2 separate regions of the Zea mays genome follow, and region 1 is linked to region 2. A link is a contact called in public Hi-C data. All regions are on one chromosome and are shown on one strand. The core of a region is the stretch at or near the end of the contact, and the rest is flanking DNA. Distances in the headings are between cores, read along the strand shown.

Evidence for each region. Hi-C and Micro-C count contacts between places; a contact is called where the count stands out from the background.
Region 1: a Hi-C map of tassel shows a contact between it and region 2, with 2.2 times the contacts expected there. The contact joins two enhancer-like sites. A contact is called at or near these places in 2 of 25 Hi-C or Micro-C datasets (ear and tassel).

The regions. Positions count from the first base shown.
Region 1 is chr3:68,826,760-68,830,558 of Zm-B73-REFERENCE-NAM-5.0, forward strand. No RefSeq gene overlaps it. Among protein-coding and RNA genes, the nearest start is that of LOC109945164, 69 kb to the left of the region's middle. Within about 2 kb of position 2,057, at least 18 of the 20 cell types and tissues checked have an H3K27ac peak or open chromatin away from gene starts, as enhancers often do. A contact at or near this core is called in ear and tassel, where this site is marked.
Region 2 is chr3:68,612,103-68,615,675 of Zm-B73-REFERENCE-NAM-5.0, forward strand. It overlaps LOC100193101 (NAD(P)-binding Rossmann-fold superfamily protein), which reads right to left. Exons shown (of 9, transcript NM_001138264.1): 9 at 3,342-3,573. The coding sequence ends at 3,571. Among protein-coding and RNA genes, the nearest start is that of LOC100193101, 21 kb to the right of the region's middle. Within about 2 kb of position 1,574, at least 10 of the 20 cell types and tissues checked have an H3K27ac peak or open chromatin away from gene starts, as enhancers often do. A contact at or near this core is called in ear and tassel, where this site is marked.

The DNA.
Region 1 (3,799 bases), core at 807-3,306, 220 kb after region 2:
AGCAAAATCAACCCAAGGGCCTCCCTACATTGACCACTCCCCTACTGCCCTTGCCCCTATCGAGTAAGGTAGTCCTCCACTAGGTTTCCTAGTTAGTCAGCCAAGGGCATCCCATACCACCTTTGTGGTAGCACTATTTTTCCGGGTGGTCGCTCCATGTTCCAATTAACATAATGATCTTATCATGAACAGTAAATAACAAACTGAGAATAAAAGTATAATCATGAATAATGTGTATCTCCATACCCAAAACCATATAAAGCAATAGCAAGTACTACCCAAAAAGTTCAGTGGTAATCAAGGTATAAAGATAGTCAAACTAGGGTAACCTAAAGGGTCCCATCAAAATTAACCTATGCAGATCATTATGATTAATAAGAACATGATTAGGTAAAAAGAAGTGATAAAGGGCACAACTTGCCTTCAACGAGCTCCTACTTAGCAGTCTCCACCTGTTGAACCCCTGGATCCTCTGTGGCTAGCTTGTCTACTCGCAACAATACAAACAAACATAGTATAGCAAAAATTAACATCACACCAAGCATCAAAACAGAATGCATGATATATTCTATGTATCGTAACAAGATCGTAGGAACAAGAATCGCTAAATTCGGAGTTATGGTTTTCTAGTTGTGAATTTCTAAAATTATTTAGTACCTAGAAGGCTAGAATAGAGGGTTCAAGTGAATAATTTTAGTCCAAATTTCATGGTTAAACAGAGTTACTAGTTGATAAACAATATTAAAACAAAATTAATGCCTCTGGAATGAATCAATTTGGAGCTAAAATGATTTAAATGTGATTTATATAAGTTTTGCAATTATTTTTATACTCAAAATCGATTTCTAAATCTATTTTCCTATTTTCTTTATTTTCTGGACTACGCACACGATTCCAGAGAAGTTTAGGGTTCTATTCATAAATTCTAGGGCTTATCCGCTACTGTTTTTGGGTTCTAGTGGATGGCAGACGAATTTTAAAAAAGTCGGAGCCCTTTTTGTGAAAAGTGAGCGGCGAAGCGGTATAGGCGAACCGGAGCCGATGGATCACCATCAAGCGGCCAGCGTTTCATCTGGGCGATTAAATGCCCGCATGCAAGCATGGTCGTCGATCGCGAGTTCTGTGAACATGATCTAATGACCACGGGAGGCCATGCGACCCTTCGATCTGAATCGAACGGACCACACCACCCCAGCTGATCCTATGCGCACAATCCAATTTCGAACACCAATCTAGGATCCAACGCTTAACAATATGCCTTCCCCCTTGTCCCCCTTGCTAGCGCGCAGCGGCTAGGAACCGGCGGAGCACAGCCACGGTGGCGCAACTCCGGCGACCACCGATTCCAAATTTCCAACGCACGAACTTCTACGTAACGGGCTCTAAACACAACGAAACAAGAGTAAACTTTGAAGGCCTTGTTCGTTTTCATCGGATTGCACCCGGAATCGTTTCACCTAATCAAAGTTTATATAAATCAGAGAATCAATCCGGTTAGGAATCGTTTCGACCTATCAATCCGGTAGAAACGAACAAGGCCGATGGGAGTTCCCTAACCGGAACGATGAAGCGCAGCCGTCCGACCATAGCTGGAGGTGAATCCGCGGCGCCTCCCAACACCAGCGAGAAATCCGGTTGGCGCAGGTGGTGCTCACACCAAATAGCACACTCCCACACGACCCGCACGCGCCAGTGAATAGCCAAGTGGTTTGTTGAGGGCTAGGCGATGGCGAGGGTATGGATTGCCCACGGCGGCACTTATTCCCTCCCACGGTGATGACAGGACGAAGGTTGGAACAGTCGGCAATTTAATCCAAGTAGCGCAACTCCGATCCGAATCATCCGGCACCAGGATTTTGAGTTTGACTTCATCCGACGGGGGTGCGGGCTTCGCGGCGTGGTGGTGACCATGGCTCCGTGGACTTCGGCGATTTCTGTTTCGCAGGGAGCGGCAGGCCGATAGCTACGATTCGGTGAGGGATGGCTCTGATGCCCCGGCCCCACATGACATTCGCAAACGCCCCTCCCCGTGCAACTGGCCAGCGGCCCTGCGGAGACAGCGTCGACGGCGTGAGTGGAGTTGGGCCATGCAGAAGTGAAAACGGGTATGGCGCGTGTACAGGAGGTGGGCCGAAATCCACATTGCGGCCCAGCACAGGTGATATCCCTTTTTCCATTGTTTATTTATTTTCCTTTATTTCGATTTTCAATTCTCAATTTGAATTTGAATTATTTTGTGGAAAATTTTGTACTTTAAATTCAATGTTCAATTTGAACACACCAGTATTGGAATAATTTTAGTTATATTTATTTTATACTATGTAGTATTTTCTCATTTTGCCCATTTCTAGGTTATCCTTCCCAAATCTCTAAATTGTAATTTTGGGTTAAATCCTAATTTGGACATTAGCACATCTTTATTAATCTTGCCAGTATTAGATGCACAAACATGAGAACTCGACATGATGCATGGAATTATGGATGTGCCTTATTTAATTCTTTAAATGTGATTATTCCCATGTAAAGATGAGTGGATGGCAAAACATGTAGCGAGATCAACTCTTTTATAAGTTTTATAATTTGGGTATTACAGTGGAGGAAATTCCGAACCCGCCGCCTGTACCTCCCACGTTGGGTGAGGCTATTGAGAGCACCTAGAAGGGGGGGTGAATAGGTGATCCTATAAAAATCAAATACTTGTAACCACAAAACTTGGTTAAGAGTTAGTGCAATAGGACCAAGTGGCTAAGGACCGAGCTTTTGTGAAACACAATGGTCACAAAGAAAATCAACACAAAAGACACGGTGATTTATCACGTGGTTCGGCCAAGTATAACACTTGCCTACTCCATGTTGTGGCATCCTAGTGGACGAGGGTTGCACTCAACCCCTTTCAAGTGATACAATGATCAACTTGAATACCACGGTGTTTTCCTTTCTTATACTTTCTCCCGTTTGCGAGGAATCTCCACAACTTGGAGCCTCTCGCCCTTACAATTAATGATCACAAAGAAGCACGGAAGTAAGGGAGGGAAGAACAACACACACAAGACTCAAAACAAGAGCACAATCACGCACACAAGCCACAACTTGAGCTCACAACACAACTCGAGGAGTTCTCTACTCAAATGGGGCTCAAGTCACTATCTCAAATAGTCGAATGCGCGAGAATGGAGTCTTGGTGCTTGGGAATGATCAAGGAATGCTTGTATTTCTCCTCCATGCGCCTAGGGGTCCCTTTTATAGCCCCAAGGCAGCTAGGAGTCGTTGGAAGCAATATTGGAAGGCCAAAGTTGCCTTCTGTCGGGTGGCGCACCGGACAGTCCAGTGTGCCATCGGACAACCACTGTTCATGTCCGGTGCCTGATTCTCTTCCAAATCGGGCGCAGCCGACCGTTGTAGATTGATGGCAGTTGGCGCACCGGACACTGTCCGGTGCACACCAGACAGTCCGGTGCCCCCTGCTGATCGTTGGAGCGAGCCACGCGTCGCCCGCGGATTTTGCGGCCGACCGTTGCGCTGGCGGCCGTTGGCTCACCGGACAGTCCGGTGCGCCACCGGACAGTCCGGTGAATTATAGTCGTATGCCGCCAAAAACTCCCGAGAGCAGCCAGTTCGCCGGAAGCCAGCCTGGCGCACCGGACACTGTCCGGTGCACCACCGGACAGTCCGGTGTGCCAGACTGAGCAGAGTCTTGGCTGCTTCGAGTCAAGTTCTGCTCTTCTTTCCTTTTCTCTGATCCTAGCACTTAGACAAATATATTAGTACACAAAAACCAACGTACTAAGTCTAGAATCAT
Region 2 (3,573 bases), core at 324-2,823:
CTGTGTTGTTGAATTATAATTAGACCTTTAAAAAATTCTATAGAGCCAATATATAGATCTATACACAATATGTTATATACTTGTATATATGTACTGGTTTTTAGTACCTAGGGTGATTTTCAGTATCTAGGGTGAGGCCCCGTTAATATGGGGGCCCTGGTCGGGGGCACTGCTCGACCCCCACCAGGGCCGGCGCTGGTTGTTATTAGGGATAAAAACGGACGGAAACGAACGGAAAAACCTCTCTCCCGTTTCCGTATCCGCCTTTTATCATCGGAAACGGGATCGGGTCTGAAATAGTCGGGAACGGAAACGGGAGCGGGATAAACGGAATTGCGAAAACGAATGAAAACGGAAATACTAACGGAAACTCATAATTTAATACAAATAGAAATGTTATTGATGTTTGACTAGTGATTGATTGGCAGAACAATAACATAAAACGAATAGATATAGAGAGACAACATTCTATTGTTGTTTGGTTGCTAAATGTGTACATTTAGCTACATCCGATGTTGTTTAAGACTTTAGATCACTTGTCATTTGAAAAGAGCCGGTGGTTACAATGGTCAATTGTGCTATAATTTGTCACCTAAATACACGAGGATTTAGTTTATATACTAATGCATATTAGGCTCGTCCCATATTTGTCAAATACGGAATAAATACGGGTTCAATCCGGAAAAAAACGGGATCTCGTAAAAACGGACGGAATAAGTCATCTCTCATTTCCGTCCCGTTTTCATATTTTTCCATAAATACGGAAACGGTCGAGTCAAATGTAGAAAACGGTACGGGTCGGGACGGGATTTTTTCCGTCCGTTTTCAACCCTGGTTGTTATAGGAAAGGTTGGCCACTGTTAAGAACCATATGAAACTACAAGTTGATAAACATCGAACTAATCGTGTATGATTCAGTTCTTTTGAAACAACAACCATATGTTTAGAGCTTGGAAGTCAATCGACGCTGTCTGAAGTTGGCATTCAGATACTTTGGACCATTTACAATATTGTAGCATATCGGTTCAGTGGCCTATAAGTTGGATTTGCCAACAACTACATTGATTCACTCAATATTCCATGTTTCCTGTTAAAACCATTCACTCCTAGTTCTACTCTGATTTATCTGGTTTGTCTCATATGGTTGATTTATCTAGAGTGGACGTGAGACCGGTTCAAATACCGGAGCGTCGCCTCATTTGTAAAGGCGGTCATCTAGTGGTGCAGGTCAAGGTTACTTGGTCTCATTTATCTCCAACTGATTCTACTTGAGAATTCTATGAGGCATTGAGGACGATATTTTCGGATGCTCTTGATTGGGGACAATCAAGTTCTGGTGCAGGGGGAGATCTTAGAGTTCATATGGCTAACTCTAACATAGCATATTCTTCATTGGGTGTTTAAGTCAAGGATGAGGTTGGCTAGAACAGATTGGGAGGGTGAAGGCGCCAAAAAAAACAACATTATGAAGTCCATACCTGAGTTCTTTGGCCCGGGGCGCGCTTACTAGCGGGTGGGTGCTCACATCAAGGGCTGGATGCGGCTCGGCCAGGGCCATGGCACGGCCTTGTGACCTCGCGCCGTCGCCTATCCAAGCGGACTCGCGCGTTCCGTGTCCTAGGAGGCAAAACAATTGGTGAGGTGAGCGAGGCCCTAAGTTTTATCTTAATAGCCCACGAGCCGTGATGACTCTGATCCAACTATGGGTATCCCGTGATCTCCGGATCCTATGTTTTACAAGTTAACGAGTGACATGACACTCTTGAGCGTCTGCTTCGGGTGTTAAGATTTATATCAAGGCTAGTTTAGGATTACGGTGGAAATAAACTAATTTCCCTTTCAATCCCAAGGATCGAGTTTCTAAACTAACCCTTATAGATCAAGGGTGGTTCAACGACCTATTCAGTCAATAACCATATTTTACCAAACTTTAATAGGCTGTTTATGACAATTTTTTGTTCACGCCACAGTTTTAAAACCCGCCTAACGTACTTGTTCTTCAGTAAAATCTTATCTACAAAGTTGTAGGTCAAACACTAGTTCTAACACTTTCAAGCTTTATCAATCGTACTATCGACCATGCTAATGACCATCCTCGGTTCTTATATATTGTGATTCTCCAGTATATAATCTTTATCGTTAGCCTACATCCACCTCATTGTCATATTATTTTTTTCCAGACTTAGTTGAAACGAAACATGGTATTTTATTAAAATAAATCATCCGAGTAATTAAGTAAATAAAAAATAAAAACACATAATTTATAAAAACAGTAAAAAATTACATAACTAAAACATAAAAATAAAAAATACATAATTTATAAATAAAAATACATGACTTAAACATAAAAATAAAAATGCATAAGTAAATTTTAATTTATAGACTAGATTTTAGAATTTTTGGACTTCAAATAGTAAAAAGAACTAGCTGACATGACAAACACATACAACAATAAGAACATGTCATATCACTAAAGACGACTGTTACGGAGCGAGTTAGATCGATACCAACTGAACCATATAATATAATGCAGCGGTCCGACTGTCCGAAGAGACAGATCCACAGACCTATCGAACCACGTGGAATCAGCCGTTACCAACATCCCCTGATTGAAACCAGCCTAACTGCACCAGACAACTACTTCCTCTGGTCCAGTTTATAAAATAAACACAAAACAAGATTCAAGCTTCTTAACATGTGACCAATAATTTGGTGAACAATTTCTAAATATTGTAACACACGGGATATAGTTAAATTCATGATCAGAATATAGTATCCAATAATCATAGCTTTATAATCATAGAATTTTAATATTTAATAAATAAACGGTCAACCTGTAATTTGGGTGACGTATTACGATGAACTACGTCTCATGAACCGGACCTGAAGTACCTCTCCGTCCTTAAATAATATTCGTTTTAGCTTTTGAATTTTATATGTATATCTAAATAGATGAAGATGAATTTAGAAACATAAATAAAACATATATATTAAGTATTATATGAGCCTATTAATTAACTAAAATAAATTTTAATTTAGAACAGAGTGGGTAATAAACAACTCGTAACTATCTCCAGCAACTTAAAATCTTCATTCTCATATTTAAACTCTACCCTATAAACAGTGCAGTTTATCGTACAAAATAGTGTTTTGAATGACTAGATAAACTGCCGGATACGATAAGTGTGCTAAAGAACCAAGTCTGCACGCGTTCGCATTTGGTTGATTATTCGTTTATTCGGTAGTTGACTGTCAATTCTCTGCAACAATTTCAGTTTGTTGAAATCAATTTGCAGCGCGATAGTCGGTAGAGTATACCATATGTAGCCACGTAGGTTCATGATCGACAAATCCACTCACGTGACAATATATATTATCCGATGGGATGGGGTGGCATCTGTCTGGTTCATAGCTCAAATAGTGTGAAAATCAAAAATACTGGGGACAGGCCCAAAGTAGGCTGAGATGTACACCATCACCGGTTCAGGCCATAAAAATTCAAACGATGGTACAATCTAATCACGGTTGCTACTCAGCTGAGTCAGACTAACTGAACAGTATGCAAGGATGTTA